3 separate regions of the Mus musculus genome follow, and regions 1 and 3 are each linked to region 2. The links are chromatin contacts, called in public Hi-C and promoter capture Hi-C maps. All regions are on one chromosome and are shown on one strand. The core of a region is the stretch at or near the end of the contact, and the rest is flanking DNA. Distances in the headings are between cores, read along the strand shown. Region 1 has its middle 43 kb from the start of Gm35961. Region 2 holds the start of Nxph1 (neurexophilin 1). Region 3 has its middle 93 kb from the start of Gm35961.

Region 1 (4,427 bases), core at 1,466-3,965, 3.2 Mb after region 2:
AGCTTGATACTTTTGTAAGAAGGAACAATACATCAACAACAGTTTCATTCATGTAAAAGTTAAACACATGCAAGGCAAAGGGCCAGTGGGAGTATAGCCATCAGGAATCTCCTAACACAGACTGATGATGTGCTAAGTGGCTGGCCATATTCAAGAACATCTTTGCTACCCTCTATTACCCTTACAAAGTATAACATCTCCCTTCCTTCTAGTTATGGTCTATGTATGACTTCTGCAATTGGTAAATGTGCCAAGAAATGGGGGGCAGGAAAGCTTGGGAGCTGGCTCAGTGGGTAAAGCGCCTGCAAATGTGAACAACAGAGTTCAAATCCCCAGTACTCATGTGAGCGCTCTGTGGATGGGACGGCTGCCAGCACGTGGGAAGTAGCCACAGGAATCCTGGAGTAAGTGTCAAGCTACTACAGCAGGAATGTATGAGCTTGGGTTCAGCAAGAGACTCTATCTCAACGAATGAAAGAGGAAAATGATAAGCAAAGATTCTTGATATCAACTTCAGGCCTCTACACAGATATGCGCGCACACACACAAAAACACATATGTATGTATATATACACATACATGTGCAAAAATAAAAAGGAATTGAAGTATTGAAGTAAAAAGTAAGTGGTGTGGCTATGTGGAACAGTCATAAAATACCTAGAGATGCTAGGCACAGTACTTATTGACAACCATCAACCACAGGGAACAAATCACTTAACTTCAACTGCCCTTCCTGGTTGTTTGGGCAAGAAGCTATTACAATGCTAGTGTGAGAAACTTAACTGTATTTAAGTCACTTCTATTCTTAAGAAGTAAGACTTGGGGTGCTTCTTGCTCTCCTTTGTATCTAAGACATCACTCATAGTATGAAAAACCAGGAGATCTAGAACATGTGGGAAATAGATGTTCAGTTCTTGGAAAATATGGGAGTTGAGAAGCCACCATATTCTGAGACCACGCCTCTGTTAATGAGGCCTCTACATAACTGCTATTGTGAGCTTTTGTTGATTGAAGACCACTTTATAAAATGGGTCATATTCCTGCTTCACTGGTATTTTAGGGCACGATCTTCAACTCAGGCTATGCTAGATACTGGAGATATGATGATGGAAGAATATGTTTTCATAGAGTTTGCAATCTATCCAGGAAAATAAATACATGACTAAGGAGTTATGATGGAGCTTATAATTGTAGCACAGCAAAAAGGAACAGGTTCCAGTAACCAGGAGCACACACTGACATTCTGGACTGGGAAACACTCTGATGTGTTAATGAAGCTGAAGATATCTACCATATAGACCCCATCCTCAGTGTTTACCAAGATGGTTTATACGGTGTTGTAAACTCAGAATGTAATGACACTTTGTTCTTAGAATAAAGTGAAGCCCTGAAGAATCTTGTGAATTCATTTAATAAATACCTCCCATTTTCCTTTCTGAGAGGCCTTTTGTTTCTGCATTTAACACCATCATAAACATATCTGTGCCCTCTTGAATATTTTTTTAATTAGCTAATTGAGGAAAAATGTCTTTGAATACTGAACAAGAAACAATGGATTCAGATCACCTAGAAAATGTATTAGGGAATATTGAGGCAAATATTAGCAGCTCTCAGTGAACACACAGGAGCTTTTGATGCCAGGAGAGCCCTCCTTCTCTTGCTATAGTCTATACTTCAATCCAATCTTACCTTAGCTTAAATAATTCATATGGAGAACAATAGGCCTGCCCATGTTAATGATGCATCAAAAAGAAAATGGCTTGGGGTGGAAAGATGGCTCAGTGGTTAAGAGCACTGGCTGCTCTTGCAGAAAACCCAGACTTGGTTCCCAGTACACACATAGTGACTCACAACAATCCGTGACTCTATTTCATGAGCTCCAATGTTTTCTTCTGTCCTTTGTGGGCATCAGGAGGGTATGTGGTGCATAAACATAGATAAAAGCAAAATGCTCATACACGTGAAAAATAAAAATTATGAATAAATAAACCGAGGAGGAAGAATACATAATAAAAATGCATCATGAAATTCACAAATAGTTAATAAAATATTAATTTACAAAGCAAATAGATACAGTAGGTACGCAGAACAGAATATGCACATGTGATTCTCCATTTGCTCTTCTTTGAATGTGTATCAGTTGCTTTTCTCATTGTTTAAATCAGGAACAGGACAGGAAGCATCTAAAGTGAGGATGGACTCGGTCTGACTTACAGTTTGAAGGTATGGTCCACCGTGGTGGGGAAGTATTTGAGACTGTGAGCCGCACAGGGCTGTGGCTGCGGAAACATGGTGGGGTGTTACATCTCTACAGGAAACGAAGCTGGGCAGGACAGGAAGACAGGGACCACTATAAACCTCAAGCCACTCCTCCAGCTAGCCCCACCTCTCAGAGACTCTGAAACCTCCCAGTAGAGTACCACCAGCTGGGTTTCAGTATTCAAACACATGAATTAACAAAAGCAGGCTGTCTGCTTTAATGCATCCCATTCAGGTTCTCTTTCATCGCACAGTAAGAGGCGAGCGGAGGGAAGGCAATAGGTAGTCCTAGTCCAATAAAACAAAATAAAATTATAAAATAAAGAGCACAAATGTTCTGTGTCAATTTTGTTTGATAGCCCAGTGTCTTCAGAATGAGAGCTCTGCAGTTTCCAGAGGGCTGTAGACTAGAATTAGTCTCTCGCCATCTGCTGGATTGAGACCGGCTTTGCAGTGCTTCGGTTCCGTGGTGAGGAAAGGATTATAGGACACATTTAATGTCTTTCCTGCTGCCGGCCAGAGATAGAGTACGCCCTTGTTTCTCAACTTGTAGTCGTTTCCTGTGAGTGCAGTGTCTCTTCCCCTTTGTCTTTACTGCTACAAAGTCAGACTCAAATGAAAATTCCATTTATGTTTCGAACCTGACGTGTATAAAACATGGCCTCTACAGACAAATGATATTCAGGGAGATGATGGTGCTTTGGGCTTGAGCTTCACCCTCAAGCTTGTTTAGATGACTGTGTTCAGCCAGGGGGCAAAATGTGCTCAAAAATCCAAACTACTGATCTTGTTTTGTCTTGTCTTTTTTTTTTTTAACTCCTCTTTGCTTTTTCTTTTCTTTTCTTCTCTTCTCCTCTCCTCTCCTCTCCTCTCCTCTCCTCTCCTCTCCTCTCCTCTCCTCTCCTCTCCTCTCCTCTCCTCTCCTCTCCTCTTTTCTTTTTTTCCTTGCAAACATCTTGTAGATAAAACCTTGTGTTCTCGCAAGGTTTATTCTCACAAATGCACTGTATGTGATCTGAGAAAGAAGATATCTCAGTAAAGAAGTGGACTAGCCGAACAAGGGACACTTATATTATCAGGTTTATGGGAAAATCAAATATATATATATATAACTTTTGAGAGATAATTAGGCTGTTTTTAAAATCAAATAATTGTTTGTTCACAGGGTGGGATGAAGTTGAAGACCACTTCCTCGTGGTACATAGACGGAGGTAGGGTCAGTGCTGTTTTAGGGAAGGGAATATTGAGTATGAGGAGATGGTGCTCAGGGATGAGAGACTTCATGGGCTTTAGACTTGGAGGCGCAGGCACATTTACATGACAAACAAATGTTGCCAGTAGTTTTTGTTTGTTTGTTTAATTGATTGATTGGTTTTTAAAAGATAGTGGCCTTCTACGTTTGAAGCCCAGATTCCAACCCAGCATTTATCTGCCCCAGCCTCCCAGGAAGCTGTGCTGCAGAAGCCTGGGGTAGCCTCCCTCAGCCTTGAAGCAGGCTGGTCCAGACTTTGATCTTGCTGCCACTAAGAAGGAGATTACTTAGGGTAGAGCCTTCTGACCTTGATGGCTCTATTTGCTCTTCTCCAAGACTCTGCTTCCCGCTGAAAGGTCCTTGAGATGTTCCAGAGACACACCCTGTAGATCGCCTACGGGCTGGCTCCAGGCACCAAGAATGGGCTGGCGGGGGATGGGCCTACCTTCTTTATAAGCAAGGACTCTCAGTAAACCTCAGGGTCTTTGAACAGCAAGGTTTGTCTTGGCCACGTTCTTTTCTCGCTGTCTGATCAGGGGAACCCAGTTTCATGTGGCTGCAGGCGGCTACAGCCTGGTGCCCTGCTCAGTTGGCTAGAATGATTTCTATGCTAAAGACTTGCTACCAAGGTCACTTTTCACTTTGTTTCCCCTTTCCTACCCTAGCTCTCACTAACCCAGCAGGCACTTTCTATGTAACCCAGGCTAGCCTCAAATTCATGGCAATGCTCCTATATAGTGTCCTAAGCCTGGGGGCAGGAACAACAATACCTTAGCCCTTTGTCAGTTTGTGGAAATGCCCACTGTACTTCCTACTAGACATGCAGGTTCCACAGAGACAAGTTATGAACAGACATGGATTTGAGGCAAGAATTTGTGGGGTCTTTTGGAAAACACCAAGTCAGACAGCAGGCTAT
Region 2 (4,923 bases), core at 1,408-3,907:
GCAGAGGAAACTCAGTCCTGAAGTGGGATCTAATTTGTGGCCTTTTGGAAAGATCTGATTCTCAGTGGGCATCCTCTGGCTACTGCTGCTCATGAGCCTGGGACTTTTGCTTGACTGTCATTGCTATGTTTGTTGGGTGTCCTGGGCCCACTAAGGGAATTCAGCCCGTGATTAACACGTCTAATATGCACACTGAGTCTGGGTCACATAGACTGGAACAGAATCCACAGAGCCTGGGGTGTCCAGGAGGGTGGGGTGGGGTGGTGGAGAAACTCTAATGCTCGTTTAAAATCCCAATTCTAATTTGGTGCTATGAACTCAGGCTCCTGAGGTATAGACTAACATCAAAACATGGTCCGCAGTGTGTATCTATCACTCAAGATCAGGCTCTGACTAATGGAGAGCGAAATAGCCAGCATTCGAGAAAGGCCTTTATTGATGCCCACCCCTGCGGCCTGAAAGTGGGCATGTTAGAAGAAAGACCTGGTCTCAGTCTTTATGGAGCTGATCCCATGCTTGAGTGTGGGAGAGGGTGAAGGCCACAGGGAAAGAACCAGAGCTGCGGTTTGAGGGGGAATGGTGGGCGCTTGGGGAAGCATGGACATATGGAGAGAATGGGTTTGGGAAAAAAATTTAAACATAAGTAAAAAGATGCAAGGGCACAGAAAAGACTTAGGGGAGAGAAGGAGAGAGGGAAGAGCAAGAGAGAAAGATGAGAGAGGGAGAGATAGAACACAGATAGAAAATTTTATCCCCCTTTCTTGTTTTGCCCAGCCCTTGGAGAAGAGTCCAGAGTCCAAGGTCGCACAGTCCTCTCTGCTGCCTCGCTCGCTGAATGGCTGGCAGTCCGCAGCATCCCCGCCTCTGGCCACCGCAGCCACAGGTTTACAGTTCCCGGCAGCAGCGCCCCTCCCGAAGCCAACTGGAGCACCCTACTCTCTCCAGCACCCACCGTTGCCCTGTGCACCTCCCTGCCTCACTTCTCGCCACTCCCCTGGCGGTCGCTTTCCTCCCAACGACCCCCTCCCCCCCCAGGGGGTGCTTTGGCCACCAGAGACGCAAGCAGGGCTCATTCCTCCCTGAGGGCCAGGAGGCCCGCAGAGAGCCTGAGAGTGGAATCTATTTACACGCGGTATTAATTAGTCTTTGAGGAGTCGTTCACCCACGTGTCAATGTAATTGTTGGTGTCCCGGCTGTAGGCTCGACCAGCCGCGACCGGGAAGAGAAAACCGCTCAGTCGCGGCGGGGAGTTGAAACCGCGCTCTGCGGAGCGTCCCCCCGTGGCCGGGCAGGACCTCGGACAGCGCCCGCGACACCAATCCTTAGTCGCCTTGGGGCTTTCCAGCCTTGCTGGTAAAGCTGGGGCTGCTTCCTGTGCTTGCAGCTTCCAAAATTTCGTCACCACACCCCTTCTGAAACTGGGACTCATCGCGCCTGTTGTGTGGCTTTCTTTTTCTTCCGAAAGGTTCGGGTCTTATCGCTCAAGTTCAAGTCCGGAGGACTTGCCCAGTCTCCTCCCCTTAAGTCATTCTCTATCCTCTGGCAACCGCGGAAATCCGGGAGTCCTAGGCTGCTGGTGTCAGTGCCAACACAGGCAGTCCGGGTCGGTCGGGTGCAGCAACCGGGCGCATTCGTCTCTCTCCCTCCCTTTCTTCCTTCCTCCGTCGTCTTCTCTACCTGCCCCTCCTTCTCTTGCCTCTTAAGTTTCCTGCACCGGGAATTCAACTGTGCCAAGCCTAGGCTCCCGCGGACCAATCCGGATCGCGACCCGGGCACTGGGACAACGACTCCGCCAAGGCTGGACGAGGCAGCTGGACCTGTCCTCGCCCGAGCATGGAGACGGAGCTCCGGGGAGGGCACGTCCCGGGCGCTGGAGACTCCAGGCCGTAGTAGCTCCTCCATGGAGCCTGTTCAGAGCGGTTCTTGCTCGCTGCATTTGCCTCCAGTCCTGTGCGGTATGTACCGGTCGCCTCCACCGTTCTTGGCAGGGACACGTTGGGGCAGGGTGGTGGTCATCACCAGGAAGGGACAGCGGGGTGAAACTCTTCTTGGGCATAAGGCATGTCTAATAGGTGACCCTCAGAGTCCCAGACAGGTTTCTACTGTAGAAGTTAGCAACTGGCTGTGCCCCTTCGTTCAAAAAAGTAGTGCTAGGGATGTGATTGTGGGTGTCTATCTGTATTTCAGGAGGTTCAAATGGGTAAACTGAGCCCCGCTTTCCTATATGCAAATTGCACCCCCCTCCCCACCCCCATTTCACGGGTACCTAATCCGGGTCAGTTCTACCTACCCTTGCCCTGCCCGCACCCCCCTCTCTCAGTCTCTTGCTCGCTTGCTTTTGCTATCTCTCTCTGCTGCTGTGTACGTGTGTGAACCCTGCCAGGGCTGGCGAAGAACCAGCCGCCGCCTTTAGTCCCAGCCTCCCGCCTTCAAACACTAGGGCAGGTCTGGCTGCCAGAGACAGTTGGCCTCCTAACCAGCCTGTGAGCTGCTCTCTCTGTGCCTAACCCCTTCTGGCCTCCGCCGTTCGGGCGCTGGCTTCCGAGACGCGCCGGGCTCTGGGAACCCCCTGCCACCGCTCAAGCCCGCCCGCTCGCTCGCCCGCCCGCCTGCGGACCGCACTCGCTTGTTCCTGGAGCTGGATTGGCTCGCTTTTCCAATCTTTGCGTCCCCCTTCCAAGCTTTTTGACTCCATCACTCCACACCAAGAGCCCCTTTCCCCTCGCTTGATCGTCAGCCTTGTCCGCGTGGTCATGGGATGTCTAATTTCATTTGTATCTAGGCTGCTGAGAGCGCTCCCTGCTCTGTAAAGTGGATGTCAGGTGGATCTATGTTTTTGAAGGAACAAAGACTCAGCCAAGGCACCGCCAAGGAAGTTTGAGAGGAGGGAGGATGCAGGCTGCGTGCTGGTACGTTCTTCTCCTCCTGCAGCCCACCGTCTACTTGGTAAGTGGCGATCGGTCCGGTCCGGCATCTTTGAGATACCTCCCTAGCCTGGAGGCCAAGCAACTGGGGTGAGAGGGGGGGGGGTGCGGGAGGGCGAGGCCGCCAGTTCAGTGAGAGCTGAGTGTTCCCAGAGAGTGGAAGAACTTTGGGAAGCTTTGGTTTGGATTCCTGCGAGAGTTTTTCAGGCTCTCATCCTCATTTTTTGCTCTATTTTCCGTCTCCCGGATCATGATTCTTAACAGGACCTTACAGGTCCAGAAACCAGGAGGTAGTAGGCGAGGATGCCTTGGGAGGAAGGGGAGAAGAAAGGTATTGGGAATCATGAAACTCTTAGCAGCACTTCTTCCCCCACCTAGTTTAAATGAAAGGGGGTGGAGGTGGGCTTGAAGAGCCGAACAGGAATCTACTCACTGCCCCACTGCCCCAGCGCCCCCAATTTGGGTTTGTGGCACATCAAGAAAGTGCAGGTAACTCCCTGAGACTTACAGGGGTGCAGCTGGTGTAAGTTTATCCGCCAGACACATAGCAAACGACCAGGCAGTTAGGTCAGAGATACACCTGCAAACATAACCCTCTCTCGCCTTCCAAGGTCCAGTTGCCATTAAATAACAGAAGCATAGTTTCAGTGAGGGGTTTCTTTTTAGGGAATGGCAAGCCTTGTCACTAGGGAGAGAATCTTGTCCTGTCCAGGTTCCTCCAGAATCAGTTTTCGGAGGTTTGGACTTGACACAATCTTAGAACCGACGCGGGGAGAATCGCTCTGTGTGGCTAGGGAGTTGTGGGCATCACCGCGAGCCTAGGAGAGTGTGATATTTTCTCCGCGTTTGATTTCTCAGAGGGCCAGGGACACTCGCGTTCTGCCGGCGAGGTTGAGCCTAGTGTTCTGAACTCCACAGCAGATTCCGGGCCACGGGAGTGCACCGAAAACTCAAGGTGTTCTGTGGAGGGGCGAGGAGCGCAGGCGCTGCGGTAGCAGCTGGAGTTTTCTAAACCGGCTGGATAAATGGGACTAAGAGTGGTGTTAGTGTCTTTCATTCCCAAGAGCTTCAGAATCCACCAGCCCGGATACTGTGCTATCCCTGCAAGTGGCCGTGTTTTTCGGTCTTAGCTCTGGCGCCTGCGATCGCGGGGCTGAGAGTTCTGTGAATCCGGTACATATGCGCGCGCGTGTGAGTACGTGTATTTACCCGGTTCCGGCTTCCGGCTGCATCTCAAGAACCCTCAGCGTTGCCAGTCTTTGCACCTTTATCGCCTGACTGTAGCAGAAGCAGACGCCAGAGGGCGCTGTGCATCAATGTCCTCGCCCACAGGACACCTTGGGGGTAAACAGGTGAAAGCCAGGGCAGCCAATCCAAAAGACAGCTTTTCAGACTGTCGCCGGTCCGTGCTTTCCCCGCTAGAATGCAGACGAATGCAAAAGGTGTCCTTCCTATTGCCCACCTTCGGTCATTATCGCTCTCACCTGTGTCCCGTAAGCCCACTGACATTGAAGACCCGGAGTTGGAGGGCAGAAAGTTCCATCAAAGAAAACAAAGCCTTTTTAATTTATTTTTTATTTTTAAAATTGGGTAAGGTGGGAGGGAGTGAAAAGTGAAAAAAGTGAAAGTCTTAGGGGAGGAACACCTTTGATTCCCTTGATCGGTACAACAACCGTGCCCCTCCTCTCCCGCACACCTTATGATTAGAACCTCTGGACTGTCTTATGTCCTTGGGCTGTGCTCACACACCCAAGGCCAGGGCTCTCAGCTATGGTCCAGTTTATTGCTTGAAGCGAGTATTTCGATAGTCTGGAAAATAATCTATCAAAAGCAGAAGTGAAATCAATACGTTGTGTTAAATTTTAAATGTGTTTGTTGGCAGTTAAACCGTTTTCCACTCATTACAACAACAGTGCTGGATTTATTCTAATGCGCCGGCATTCTCAACAACAAGCGCATTAATTCTCCTTTAATTGTAAACTGGGAGCATTTGAAAACC
Region 3 (4,541 bases), core at 1,014-3,513, 3.3 Mb after region 2:
CACCCCCTTCGTGGTGCTGTGGGTCAAACACTCCCGAACACTAGGCAAATGCTCCACCTCTGAACCAAACTACTAGCCAACCTTGTCCCATTTGAAAGGCTTCAATCCTGGATAACATCCTTGAATTTGCTTAGGTGATTTCACTCCCTGGGCAAACCTTTCTGGTTCTCACTCATCAATCACAAACTGTTTAGAAATGGCTCCATTCTATGAATAAGCCTGCAGCCGGCTGCAGAGAGCCAGCCCGAGAAAGGATGGAGTAAGAAACACAGTTGAGGGGGGCCTGACAAGGGCACAGGGCAGCCAGGAACAATGAGGTATTCTCCCAGGGAGTGGCCATGCCATTGTAAACCATTTCATGTGTCTAATGCGCAAGGGCAGAAACCTCCAATTCTTTTGAATTTGATGAGTCTGTTGTAAGTGCATCTCATCCAGCACAATAGTAGGATGTGGGAGTCTCTGGCCCTGCAGAAGAAACTTCACTGGCACACCAAGTACCAAGTCTTTGAGGAGAGGGTGCCTATCATGTATGTATAACACGGTAGCCCAAGAACTGTCGGACTTATCACAAGGCAAGAAGCAATCAGCTATTATCACTTAATGTGGAGCACATTATGATATCTATATGTGGTACCAACAGATGCCATGGCCAGTTCCACATTAGTGACTTGCTTTCACTACGTGACACCTAGGTCTCTTCAAAGCATTGATGTATGGTATAATACCAGACTATACTGGAAGAGCAAAAGGACTATCTCTGAACGAAACAAAAGGGGCAGAGATTGCCACAGCAGTGTAGGGATGCTCTGAGCAGTGGGGGATTCTGGAGGGCAGAGTGAGGGATGAGATGTCGAGGAGTTGACAGCCTTTGAATGCAGTGGAGTGACAGCGCCATTCATTGTCCCCAGGCTGAGTTCTGCCTAATTCACAGAACACAGTGACTTAAGAGTTCTCTTCTTCTACTTGTTTCCTGTGAGAGATGGGGGCTGTTGGTTGCTAGGGTTACCGTCTAAATGTGAACTCAACTGACATGGCATCTCTTAATAAGGGCAAGTCCTTCATGTATTTTTGAGAGCGCACCGGTGACAAAATCCTCCTCAGTTTAGCAGGAAAATACCGCAAGAGTAAATTGTCAATGACAACATCAGTGTCCTCTCTCGGCTTCAGGGATTAAGTGAGCAGCAGCCACTGTCAGGCTCTGATGTGACTTCAGGATTCCTTAAAAACAGCAGCTAAATTAAAGGTCCCTACCTGAGGGGAGGGGAATCCTGCTTTCCCAGCAGGGGAGATACCTTGATTAAAGCTCAGCCTGACCTTCCTGCTTCATCTCCACGGAAATAGAGACGGGTTTCCTAAATGGCAGGACTTTTACAGAATCATAATGCACAAGGACCAGGGTGCCGAGCGCGGAATTTCCATCTTCATTCCTGAAGCCCGCATAGGAGAGAAAATAAAGGAGGGCCTCTATTATTTGTTATCAAGAGAGAGCAGCCCTCCTTTCCTTGTTTCTTTTGTGCAGAGACACAATTATCTGTAGAACAAGTAATTCATTCTTCAGCCCTTTAGATTGCTTTTCTGCACACCGAGTTCTTGGGTTATTATCGTTTAGTGGATGCCAATGGTGTGATGGGAAGGCTTCGATGCTGAGGGTGATATGTATTGGTAAAGAATTCGCTCGGGGGAAACAGCCCAAGCTTCGGGGAATTTAAAACAAAAGCGAAGCCCCACAGGACCAATCTGTTTCATACTTAATGAGGATGAAATAAGCCTGCGGATTTTTTCCTTGTATGTTCTTTGATGTTCCATTAAGTCATAATTACTTAAATTACAAAATGTGCTGGTAGCCTATGGAATTTAAAGGACTTTTTCTCTTTTAAATCACAATGTGTAGGAGGAAAACAATTTCTAACAAATCAGGGAATATATCCACTGCAGTGTTGTATTGGGTTTTTTTGCGCATTAAATTTTAAAAATTAATAAAATTGAGTCTTCGTGTTATTAACACCCTCCATTTAACACAATTTGCATCTGGAGCATAGAGCCTCGTTTCTTTGTGATACTTAGGAAAGATCAAAATGTTCACAGTAATAGTTGGTTTGAGAGCGAGTTCCAGGAGAAACAGTAGAAATGTTTATTAAAGGCAGAAATCTGAATGTTTTGTCCATTGCATTTTTATATGATTAGTAAGCGTCACAATCAGTCTCAGTGATTGTAAACTCACAGAAGAGAGGACGGTGATTGTCTGAAGGGCAGCAGTCCCATAAAAAGGAGATGCATGCAGCGTGTGGAGAGTGAGTTACCTCATCTCTAACAGCACCAAGTGCCCTACAGTGTTCCTGCAAAAAGACACCGTGTGTCCAATAAAACGTCACCTATGTCTACAGAGGCGAGGAATGCATTATCTCAAGTCACTGTTACTAGAACAAATGAGATGTGTTTGTACTTAGCAGCTGTAAGCATGAAGCAGATGGGAGAGATACAGAAAGGGAGAGAGAGAGACAGAGAGAGACAGAGAGAGAGACAGAGACAGAGACAGAGACAGAGACAGAGACACAGACACAGACACAGACACAGACACAGACACAGACACAGACACAGACACAGACACAGACACAGACACAGACACAGACACAGAGAAAGGAAATCAAGAATTAAAATGGAAGCAAACCCCAGCAGTGTACTTAGCAAAAGTGAGGATATGCTACCCTCTGGTGGCAAACCATAGTACCGACATGCGCTATGTGGATTGAGCAAAACCTGATTGGGTTTTGATTGGTTTTTTTTTTTTTTTTTCTGTTTGTTTGTTTGTTTGATTGTTTTAAATCAGAACAAGTATCTGAGCATTCTGCTAGCATCGACACAGTGTTTAATCCCTCCACCAACCTTCTGATACAGAGAGCTAAATCTACACCAATTATATTTGTCTGTTTTGTGTTCACAATATCGTGAATTCGTGTTTCCCCCCAAAAGATGTTAATTCTCTTCCATCAGCGTCTTCCTCTTCTTCTACCTGGCATTGGATTATAACGTGGACAGAGTTTATAGCCTACTCTGTAAAATAACGTGGAGAAATCTAGACATTTCAGGAGTTTGCTGCTTTTAAAAATGGTAATTCATGTACAGAAGTTGGAGTAAATATAAATAAAAACTGAAGACACAATTGAAGCCAACTGTGAAAGAGACCCCAGAAAAATGAAATGGAAATAAGAACCTGCCTTCCTCCGCACAGCTGCCTCCCTTCTCAGTGGCCGCTGTCTCAGCCTTGGCACACTGATTCTTGCTATTCAAGTGAGGCGTGTTCTCTCTCTCTGACAATTGCCACGTGTGTTCCCTTACAGCTTCTGCTGGGTAATTTGTCATACCTGTGGAGATTCTGATTTTTTTCTCTTTTGCTCATAATGGGAATATTGTGCTTCAACCTATTGTATTTTAGTTTCATGTTTGCAACACTTCAAAAACTGTGCCCTTTACCGTCTTTTGATTGTTTGTTTTGTTTTGTTTTGTTTGTTTGAGGAAGGGTCTCACCCAGTAACTTGGGCTACCCTTGAATTCATAGTCCTGCCTGTGGACTGAGATTACGGACACAAATGACTCTGGTTGGCTTTAAATTTAGTTGCTATGAGAGTTAGAATTTTTTTCCTTTAATTTTTCCTTTAATCATAACCTTCAGGAGGCAGATGCAAGCAGATATCCTAGTTCAAGGCCAGCCTGGGTTACAGATTGAATTTGAGGATAGCCAGAACTATACAGAGAAACTTTGTCATGAAAAACAATGAGAGAGAGAGAGAGAGAGAGAGAGAGAGAGAGAGAGAGAGACTCTGTCTCCTGCAAACATATTTTCTGCATCAATCTTTATAATTCAGTGTTTGCTCCTCCTACTGGTACATCTGCTATATGGATTCCTCTGCTCAAGTGCCTAAGTATCATAGCACACATTTATTTCACAGTGGCTTATTTTAGGTAAACCTAAAAATGCAATAAAGAGAAATTCTTGAGGAGTAAACATTCAGGTTCACATTGAATATAACATTAATCGATAATTTGGATGGCAAAGAGAATACTTATTTTCAGCGACAATGTCTGTTTTCTTTTGTACATCTTGGCAGTTATGACTTCTGAACCGTCAGACTGTGTGCTTCAGTTAAAACTTCATGTGTCCCATAATTCAGTGTGACGTTCATGATGAGTCTTCATGATAAGGCAGTCGCCGTAGAGCATGCCGTGCCCTGGGATGTCTCTGACTCACTAATAAAATTATGGGCACACATTGTGCTAGAAGAATCATCGAAGAGAGTGATAAAAGAATTACAGTGGTTTGTAGGAACGAATAAGAACTATCCTTGATGCAACCAATGGGTATCCTAAGATGGCTTCTGCCAGTGTCTCGGGTTAATGATGACCCGAGCAAGAGCAGAAACGACCATTACCAGAAACGCAGGGACAGCCTGTTGTCTCTGGTTGCACTGATGGTTTAGGGCTGTTGGATTTTTACAAAGTGTTCTGAAATAATCAGAGACTTGATTCCAAAGTCAGTACCGCCA

What was found. Promoter capture Hi-C pulls out the DNA fragments that hold promoters and counts their contacts. A called contact is a pair of places that touch in the nucleus more often than the background predicts.
Region 1: a contact with region 2 is called in a promoter capture Hi-C map of hippocampal neurons, with 1.9 times the contacts expected there. The contact joins the enhancer-like site here to the promoter of Nxph1 in region 2. A contact is called at or near these places in 4 of 39 promoter capture datasets (cranial neural crest, frontonasal cranial neural crest, hippocampal neurons and 1 more), 6 of 484 Hi-C or Micro-C datasets (cerebellar granule neurons, cerebral cortex, cortical neurons and 1 more) and 1 of 115 datasets of contacts at active chromatin or transcription factors (astrocytes).
Region 3: a contact with region 2 is called in a Hi-C map of cortical neurons, with 7 times the contacts expected there. The contact joins the enhancer-like site here to the promoter of Nxph1 in region 2. A contact is called at or near these places in 13 of 39 promoter capture datasets (the 3T3-L1 cell line, the C10 cell line, the HPC-7 cell line and 7 more), 96 of 484 Hi-C or Micro-C datasets (the 3T3-L1 cell line, 3T3-L1-derived adipocytes, the AML12 cell line and 67 more) and 4 of 115 datasets of contacts at active chromatin or transcription factors (astrocytes, bone marrow-derived dendritic cells, embryonic forebrain and 1 more).

The regions. Positions count from the first base shown.
Region 1 is chr6:12,122,871-12,127,297 of GRCm38.p6, forward strand. No RefSeq gene overlaps it. Among named protein-coding and RNA genes, the nearest start is that of Gm35961, 43 kb to the right of the region's middle. Within about 2 kb of position 2,716, at least 118 of the 459 cell types and tissues checked have an H3K27ac peak or open chromatin away from gene starts, as enhancers often do. A contact at or near this core is called in hippocampal neurons and pre-B cells, where this site is marked.
Region 2 is chr6:8,947,362-8,952,284 of GRCm38.p6, forward strand. It overlaps Nxph1 (neurexophilin 1), which reads left to right and starts at 2,658. Exons shown (of 2, transcript NM_008751.5): 1 at 2,658-2,946. The coding sequence starts at 2,893.
Region 3 is chr6:12,258,173-12,262,713 of GRCm38.p6, forward strand. No RefSeq gene overlaps it. Among named protein-coding and RNA genes, the nearest start is that of Gm35961, 93 kb to the left of the region's middle. Within about 2 kb of position 2,264, at least 22 of the 459 cell types and tissues checked have an H3K27ac peak or open chromatin away from gene starts, as enhancers often do. A contact at or near this core is called in brain, cortical neurons, forebrain and 1 more, where this site is marked.